2 separate regions of the Sus scrofa genome follow, and region 2 is linked to region 1. The links are chromatin contacts, called in public Hi-C maps. All regions are on one chromosome and are shown on one strand. The core of a region is the stretch at or near the end of the contact, and the rest is flanking DNA. Distances in the headings are between cores, read along the strand shown. Region 1 holds the start of RTCA (RNA 3'-terminal phosphate cyclase). Region 2 has its middle 38 kb from the start of FRRS1.

Evidence for each region. Hi-C and Micro-C count contacts between places; a contact is called where the count stands out from the background.
Region 2: a Hi-C map of skeletal muscle shows a contact between it and region 1, with 5 times the contacts expected there. A contact is called at or near these places in 1 of 5 promoter capture datasets (fetal liver), 3 of 47 Hi-C or Micro-C datasets (embryonic fibroblasts, fibroblasts and skeletal muscle) and 1 of 2 datasets of targeted methods (skeletal muscle).

Annotation. Positions count from the first base shown.
Region 1 is chr4:117,873,388-117,877,445 of Sscrofa11.1, reverse strand. RTCA (RNA 3'-terminal phosphate cyclase) reads left to right here and starts at 1,816. Exons shown (of 11, transcript NM_001243470.1): 1 at 1,816-2,024; 2 at 2,117-2,217. The coding sequence starts at 1,980.
Region 2 is chr4:118,290,835-118,294,892 of Sscrofa11.1, reverse strand. It overlaps a transcript of FRRS1 not described here. Among named protein-coding and RNA genes, the nearest start is that of FRRS1, 38 kb to the left of the region's middle.

The DNA.
Region 1 (4,058 bases), core at 567-3,066:
TAGGGCTGCATCCGAGGCATATGGAGGTTCCCAGGCTAGGGGTCTAATCAGAGCTGTGGCTGCCAACCTAAGCCAGAGTCACAGCAACACCAGATCCGAGCTGCGTTCTGTGACTTATATCACAGCTCATGGCAACGCTGGATCCTTAACCCACTGAGTGAGGCTGAAACCTCATGGTTCCTAGTTGGATTCATTTCTGCTGCGCCACAACGGAAATTCCCAATCTCATGTCTTTCATCTCTTTCTTGCAGAATCTGGCTAGACTAGACTACTATTATGTAATGAAAAGAAGCCATAATCAAGGGCATTCTTGTTTTGATTTTAAAAAGTATCTTATGTTTTACTATTATTTACTGTCAGTAACAATAAAATCTGTTGTAGGGTCTTCCAGACGTCCTTAATCAGGTTAATGGAGTTTACATTTATTCCCAGTTTTTTTTTTCAAGTTTTATTTTATGGTCACACCCGAGGCCTATGGAAGTTCCTGGGCCAGGGATTGAATGGGAGCCGCACCTGCAGCAATGCTGGATCCTTTAACCCATCATGCCCCCAATCAAATCCGCACCTCCACAGTCACTTGAGCTGTTGCAGTTGGGTTCTTAACACATTGAGCCATATCAGGAAATCCTATTCCTAGTTTTGTTTGATATTTTTTTCATCATAGTAGATCTTGATTTTTTTCAAATGCTTTTTCTTCATCTATTAATGTGTTCTTAGGTTTTCGATACGTCATTCTAAAATTTTTTAAAAAATTTTTTTCTAGTATTAAAATGATATCCACAATGTATAATCTTTTATACACTTTGTTGGATTTGTTAATATTTTGATTGATCCTGGAGCATCTAAATTTATAAAGTTGGTCTATAATATTTACTTTCCATGTCATCTTTGTCTGGTTTTGATATAAGAGATTGGGTTAAGCACATGTGTTCCTAGAGCTTCCTCTGCTACAAAAGTTGTAGAACACTGGGATTGAGTCAATGGTGTTCACATCAGACCAAGTAGGTTCAGGTCCCAGTCTTCTAGTTAACAACTGTGTGGCCTTAGAGCAAGTTAAGATATGCAGCTGTAAATCAGAGTACTTGAGCAGGTTCTGAATGTAGCACGCAGCAGCTAAGCGCTCAATAAGTGTTGGCTGTTATTGCTATCTATGATTTATAATATCCTAATCGCTGCCCCCTTTACCTAATATGTACAGTACATCGTCAAGAAGAATGACGCCGTAAAAATAGTTTTTCCTACTTACTTCCAATAACTTCGGGCCAGCAACTACCTTACTCTTCTTTGATTATCTACAGGCTTGCATATTATTTGGTAATTAATGCAGGGACTGAGCCACAGGCAGAATCAAGAAGCTGGCTGTTGTTCCTGCCCTGGTCTGAGGTGAATCATGTTAGTTACTACAGCGGTGAAAGCCCAGAGTCCCAACCATGAGACCACCAGGGAAGTTCCGATGGGGACCTTTCTTACATCTTCAGCTCTAAGAATCTCCAGTTCTGGGTACCACAGGGTCCTGGAGAAAACCGAGGTAAACACAGATGTACAAGCCGGCGAGACAACTGGAGGATCCAACTAGAGGTGAAACAGGCTTTCTGTAATCTGTGGGGTTTGCGGCGCTTAGGGTACAAATCTTCCGGGGACTCATTTCTTACCTCGTCCCGGAGCTCCCCGGTGGCAGCCAGCGTTCCTCGGGGAAAGCTTCTAATTCGCGGGAATAGTCTGGGCGCCGCCCCTTTAAGCGCTGCGCCCCGCCGCGCGCACGCGCACGCGCAGTCTGCGGGCTGCCGGCTTCTCGGTGCGGTTCGCCTTCCCTGATCCGGGCGTTCCGGCAGCCGGCCAGTCTTCTCTCTTTCGGCGGCGTCCCGCGGCCTCGAGTCAAGACTGAGATTCCGGAGCTGCGGGGCCGGAGCCTGCTTCTCCCCTTCCTCCGGCTCGGGCCGAGGCTGCGTCGCAGTGGGCCAGGCCCCAGGGCGACTCCCATGGCGGGGCCGCGGGTGGAGGTGGACGGCGGCATCATGGAAGGGGTGAGTGCGGGGGCCGGAGGCCTGGCCGGTGGCGGCTGCCCCCGAGCTGCCCCTGGTCCCGTGTGATGTTCTCTCTCTTCTCTCCGCACCAGGGCGGGCAGATCCTGAGGGTGTCGACGGCCTTGAGCTGCCTGCTGGGCCTCCCCTTGCGGGTGCAGAAGATTCGAGCCGGCCGCAGCACGCCCGGCCTGAGGTAATTGGGAAGCCGGGTCGCGGGACTGGAGGATGAGGGCGGGCGCCGGGCTGGGGACTGAGGGGCTGGGGGGACAAGTCGTGGGGCTGGAGGGGTGAGGGGCTGGCAACGGGCTGGGCACTGAGGGAGAGAAGGATACTAGCGGTGGGACTGGACGGTGGGGGCGGGCGCCCACCTGTGGTTTGGGGGTGGGGTGGGGATGGGGAGCGCGCGGTGGGGCTGGGCATCCGGAGCCCGGCGGGGATGCCGGGAGATCCCGGTCCCAGGGTTGAGGACGCAGCGACCCGGGGAAGAGCGCTCCGGCCGTGCCCGGGGGTTATCTGTAGCTGGGCTTGTATGCTCTTGAAAGCCTCAAGGGGCAAGTTCACAAAATAAGCCCGTGTTTTCTCTATTGGGCCAGAGTTGTCTCTTTATCTTTTAAAACATTTCCCCATCTCCTCGGTCGTGCGTAGCAACCGGGAGACCTCGTAGCAGCGGGCAGGGTAAATCAGCGCAGAGCAGCCTCAAGGTCTAGACAGAGAAAACCTCACTTTTTAACCATTGTATTTTCTGCTATCGCACATTTTATTCTCAGAAGAGCAGGAAAGAACCCTGAGATGTGTCATTCCAGTTTTATTCAGACCTCTAGGAAGCTGTGGATGCCACCAGGATTATCCGTTGTGGCGAGGGAATATTTACGTTGACATTGACCTTGTTTCTTCTGTCTGGGGAGCTAGGCATGCCACTAGTTTAAGTGTCAGGTATAAGCGCCTGTTAGAAGAGGACCCAGGGTGATGCCAGACCAATTCTTTGTATTTTGTATATGTTTTGTTCTCATGGATTAAGTGTCTCTTAGTCTTTTATCCACTCTTCACTTTGAAATTATTAAAGGGCAGTTACTGATGTGTGTGAACATGAATTCCCTTTGTCACAGCAGTAGTTTTCAGCTATCCATTTCACTAATAGGTAAATTAATTCATTGAGGCTGTGTTAAGTACTTTATTAGTTTGCTGGGCTGACATAACAAAATCCCACAGACTAGGTGGCCTAACAACAGAAATTTGCTTTTTCTCCCAGTTCTGTAGGCTGGAAGTCCAAGATTAGGGTGCTGGTCAGGTTGGTTTCCTCTGAGGACTATAAGGGGAGATTCTATTTCAGGCCTCTCTCCTTGGCCTGGAGATGACTGACCTTTTGCTGCCTCTTTCCATGGTCAGCCCCCTGTGCATGTGCACCCTGGTTTCTCTCTGTTCTAATCTCTTTTTGCAAGGGCACAGGTGAGAATGGGTTAGGGCTCTCGCTAACTGCCCTTTTTAACTTGATCACCTCTTTAAAGGTCTTGTTTGCAAATATAGTTACTTCTGAGGTATTGGGGGTTAGGGCTTCAACACATGAATCTTGGGGAAACAAAATTCAGTCCATAACAGGTACCACCGATTATTCATTGAAGTGCAGATGAGACTGGTGGCACTTCAGTAGTTTTATTAGTTTTCCTCTTTTGCACACTTCTAATTTGCAGCAATATTTTTTTATTAGAGTATAGTTGATTTACAACATTGTGTCAATTTCTGCTGTACAGCATAGTGACACAGTTGTGTGTGTGTATTTTTTTCCTCCTATTATCTTCCATCATGTTCTACCCCAAGAGACTGCACATAGTTCCCTGTGCTGTACAGTAGGACCCCATTGCTTATGCATTCTAAATGTACTAGTTTGCACCTATTAACCCGGAACTCCCAATCCATCCCACTCCACCCCCCCTTCTCTTTGGCAACCACAGGTCTCTTCTTTACATCTGTGAGTCTATTTCTCTTTTGTAGATAGGTTCATTTGTGCCGTGTTTTAGATTCCATATATAAGTGATA
Region 2 (4,058 bases), core at 488-2,987, 420 kb before region 1:
CACAGAGCTCTTTGTATGAGGAGCTGAGTTATCACTTCAGAGAGAACATAACTTGAAGGAATCAAGCACAACAAGCTGATTCCGTAACAGAGCTTCGGTGGGAGGAGGACAATTCTGAACACAGAGTGGTGTTTGTCAGTTATATTTGTTTCCAAGAGCCATCTCCAAGGACTTATCTCACAGTTCTGTGAAGAGGGGAGTAATGTAAGTAAAACCAAGGAACTGTGCATTTGTTATCTATTGCTGTATAAAAATAGCACATGTTCAGTGGCTAAAAACATACATCTATCATCTCACAAAATCGGGCACAGTTTAACCAGGTCCACTGCTTCAGAGTCTCTCCTGAGGCTTCAGTCAAGGTTGCTGGCATCTCATCTGAAAGCTCAACTGGAGAGGGATCTGCTCCCAAGTTCAAATGGTTGTTAGCAGGATTCAATGATCTATGTCCTGCTGGACTAGAGGCCTTACTGTCCTGCCTACTGACAGCCAGCAGCTGCCCTCAGTTCCTCTTCACTGGGCCTCCCGGACTTGGATGCTTGCTTCATGCACACAAGCCAAGAAGGCAGTCAGGGGACCTGCTGGAAATCACAGTAATGTAATTATGGAACTGACAGCCCATCACCTCTGCCATAGCCTGCTGGTTAGAAGCTAAACACAGTTTAGCTTCCTCACTTGAGGTAAAACAGTTACACAGGGCAAGAAGACCAGGAAACAGATATTTGGGGACCATTTCAGAGTCTCTCTGCCTCACACTGATTTATCAGAAACTCAAAGTCATGAGGTATCAGCAGCACGGCTTTCATATACTGCTTTGCCAGAGGCTATAGATGAGAAGGGTAGTTAATGATGGAACCTCACTGTGAGTCTGAGAGCACAGGAACTGAGAGGGGACTTAGGAGCCAACCTGAGGCTGAAGGGTACTAGAACAGCCCCTAAAATAAAAATTCTTCATATTCTGGCTTAGGACCAGCCTTAACAGGGAAATATTCAAGTCTGAATTCAATAAATGTAAATACCCACATGGTGGCAGTAGATGCCAGGAAATCCTAGGTATTGTGCATGTCTAAGGACCAGAAGAGCAAATTTATTTCCCCACATGGCAACCTGTTTTCCCTATGTCTGACGTTGCTTTTTCTGAAAGCCTCAAGAACCTTCAGGTCTTCTTCAAACAGATATGATAAGGGATGTCGCCTTTTTTTTATGTCTACTTTGTCACACTCTCCTCAAGTGCCACAACCTCCAGAGAGACTCTCAGAAATCTCCAGACTAGAAATGGGCACCGGGCTCCATATTCATGTTTGCCCCAAATGCCAGGGGGGTACAAGCCAAGCTCTCCTAATACTTCCATCATCATACTTTCATGACAGTTCCAGGCTAGATCTGCATGTTCTGTCACAGAACATCTGAGAAATAAAAGGCCGCTCTCCTGCTTCTTGCAGGATTAGTAATTTCCAATTAACTCTCTTAATTCTCTCCCAGAGAGACCTGACAGAGTCAACCCCTGGGGAAAACGGCTGGAGGGAGAAATAAAAAGAACCATGATTCTGGAGTGATGGTCAGTTTGAACAGACTCTTTCTACAAGAACAGCGTGAGGGAAGTGAGACTGCCTATCCTCAAGTCAGCTCTTGCTGGTGCTCCAGCTCCTAGGGAGCCCAAAAGAGGGGTTTATGCGGGGGCGGGGAGGGATTCTGAACTGAAGGCAGGCACCTCCAGTGCTGACATGTCAACACTGCAGCACCAAGGTGGACTAGATCAACCCCAGCCTCACCCTCGCTTGCTCCTAAGTACTGATAACCAGCACACAAGGACTTCTGGACAAATAAAAAGAGGGCCCTGAAGGAAATGGACCAGAACTTTTCCGCCAATAGAGACTGTGTTCTGTTCTAAGCCATTAATGGGAGTTATTTCCACCCCAAACTATAAAAATGTTAGCCTGAATTACTTTGTTTAAATATTAGGATTTGTAAAGGTTTTGCAACTGGAAATAAGTGGGCCAAAGCAGCGTTCACACGCTCGGGCCACTGCCATCTGTTTGATACAGCTGTCTGCTGAAATCTGCCAAAGGACAGTTAAAAATAGATAGCAGCGCCCTTAAAGGACTTGCATGATTGATTTATACAGCCTTCCATATTTATTCACCTAGATCAGTTGTCTCCAAATGTTTTTGCTTGTGTATCCTTAAAAGAAATTTAAAAAATAACACATCCTTCACAATTTTTTTAAGTTGACCATCTGATATTTTTTAATATGGTTAAAAGTTAAATTCTCCTTGGGTTAATATTACTTTATTATTAGAATGAGTCAGGATTTGGCTATTCCTATTTTTCATTTATATTTATAGCATTAAAAACTTTGTTTTTATACATACGTAGATGAGAATGAAAGTTTTGTTAGGAAAAGAGCATGAAAAAAAAAAATAAAATAAAAAGGATTTTTTTTTTTTTTTTTTTTTTTTTTTTTTTTTTTATAAATTAGTATGTCTATTTTTAAGAAAAAGGAATAATGAGAAAAACAAAGACAAAGAGGAAGAGAAATATAAGTATCAGGTCCTAGGATGGATTTGAGTTTCATTAGCCCAAAGTCTATAAAATATGAGGTGCAGACCTCTTTTTAAAAGCATACATTATAAACTTTTAAAATTAGGAGGGCAAATATTTACGTAATATGAAAACAAAAATCACAACAAATTATACATTTTAAAAGGATGATAAATTCCACAAATATCATACAACCGAGAAAAATATAACAAAATTAATACTCTATAATAATTTTTCTACATTTTGACTTGCTATTTTTAATCATTTCTTCAAATGACAATGCCATTTTGTATCATTTTCTATGAGAAAAACAGAAAGATAATCAAGACTTTTTCAACACAGTTGATACATTTTGTTACTGATAGTTCAGAAAAGCTTCTTTCTGTTTCATCGTTACTGGCGGTTATTGGTTAATTTCCTCCCAGTTTCTCTCTCAGGGGGTGCTCCTTGCCAGGGAAAGCCTTTAGGGGCTCCAGCCCATTGACTGGCCAGGCTACGGCTACAGTATTAGGACTGCAGCACTGCGGCCAGCTCTGCCAGGTCCTCCCTGCCCCCTCTCTCATCCACCTGAGTGAGTGTGTAGCTCTGATACGACTCCCTCAGGAGGAGCTCATTATTGAGTAATAGTGAGGGTATGAAAGAGATAAGGCAGTCAAACAACAAGTGTCATCAACTCCAACTGTCCCGTGCTACTGAATTGGGAACATCCCAACAAGGATCAAACCAACTCCTTCCAAAGGCCATGCCTCATCCTTGCCAGACATTCATCTAAGAGAGGAAAAGACAATGACCTGTGGAAGGTTTATGGTTATAAGAGCCTTCTCTAACACCAACAGTTTGTTGTCCTTCTGAAGAGTTTAGACCCCAGGGTGCTGTATCAGGAAACATTTGGGATGGATAAGAGGTATTTCTTTTCAAAAGTTGGGAAATGGTGACTATAAAAGAGAATTAGGGCAAGGGAAAAGGAGAGAGAGCATTTTAATGTACATTCTCCAGTTGTTGGATATGGTCTTCTCTGAGAGATGCTCTTCTCTGATTTCAGCCAATATCAATACAGTTACTTCCATTATTCAAATTTTGTGTCTTTACCAATATTTTGTTTCCTTAACCTACCATTAATTTTGAGATGTGCGTTGACATATTCCACTGTGATCGTAGACTTATCAATTTCTCCCTGTAGTTCTATCCACTTTTGCTTTATAAATAGTAAGTATGTTTTGTTAGGTGTATCTATTCTGGTGAATTGAATCTTATTCTAGCATTTATCCCCCTATATTGTAATTACCAGTTTATTTGTATGTTTTCCCATTAGAGTGCTTGTGCATTGAGAAAGGTCAATGTTTGATTTATGAGTGAATATCCGCTACCACTATTATAGCTCAGGCTCTCATTACCTCTTTCCTGACTATTAATATAGCCTCCTAACCAGACCAGTACTAAACTGCCAATTTCACCCCCTCGAAGTCTCTGTCAGATTAATCTTCTTTGAAAACAGCTTTGATCATATCACTTGTTAAACT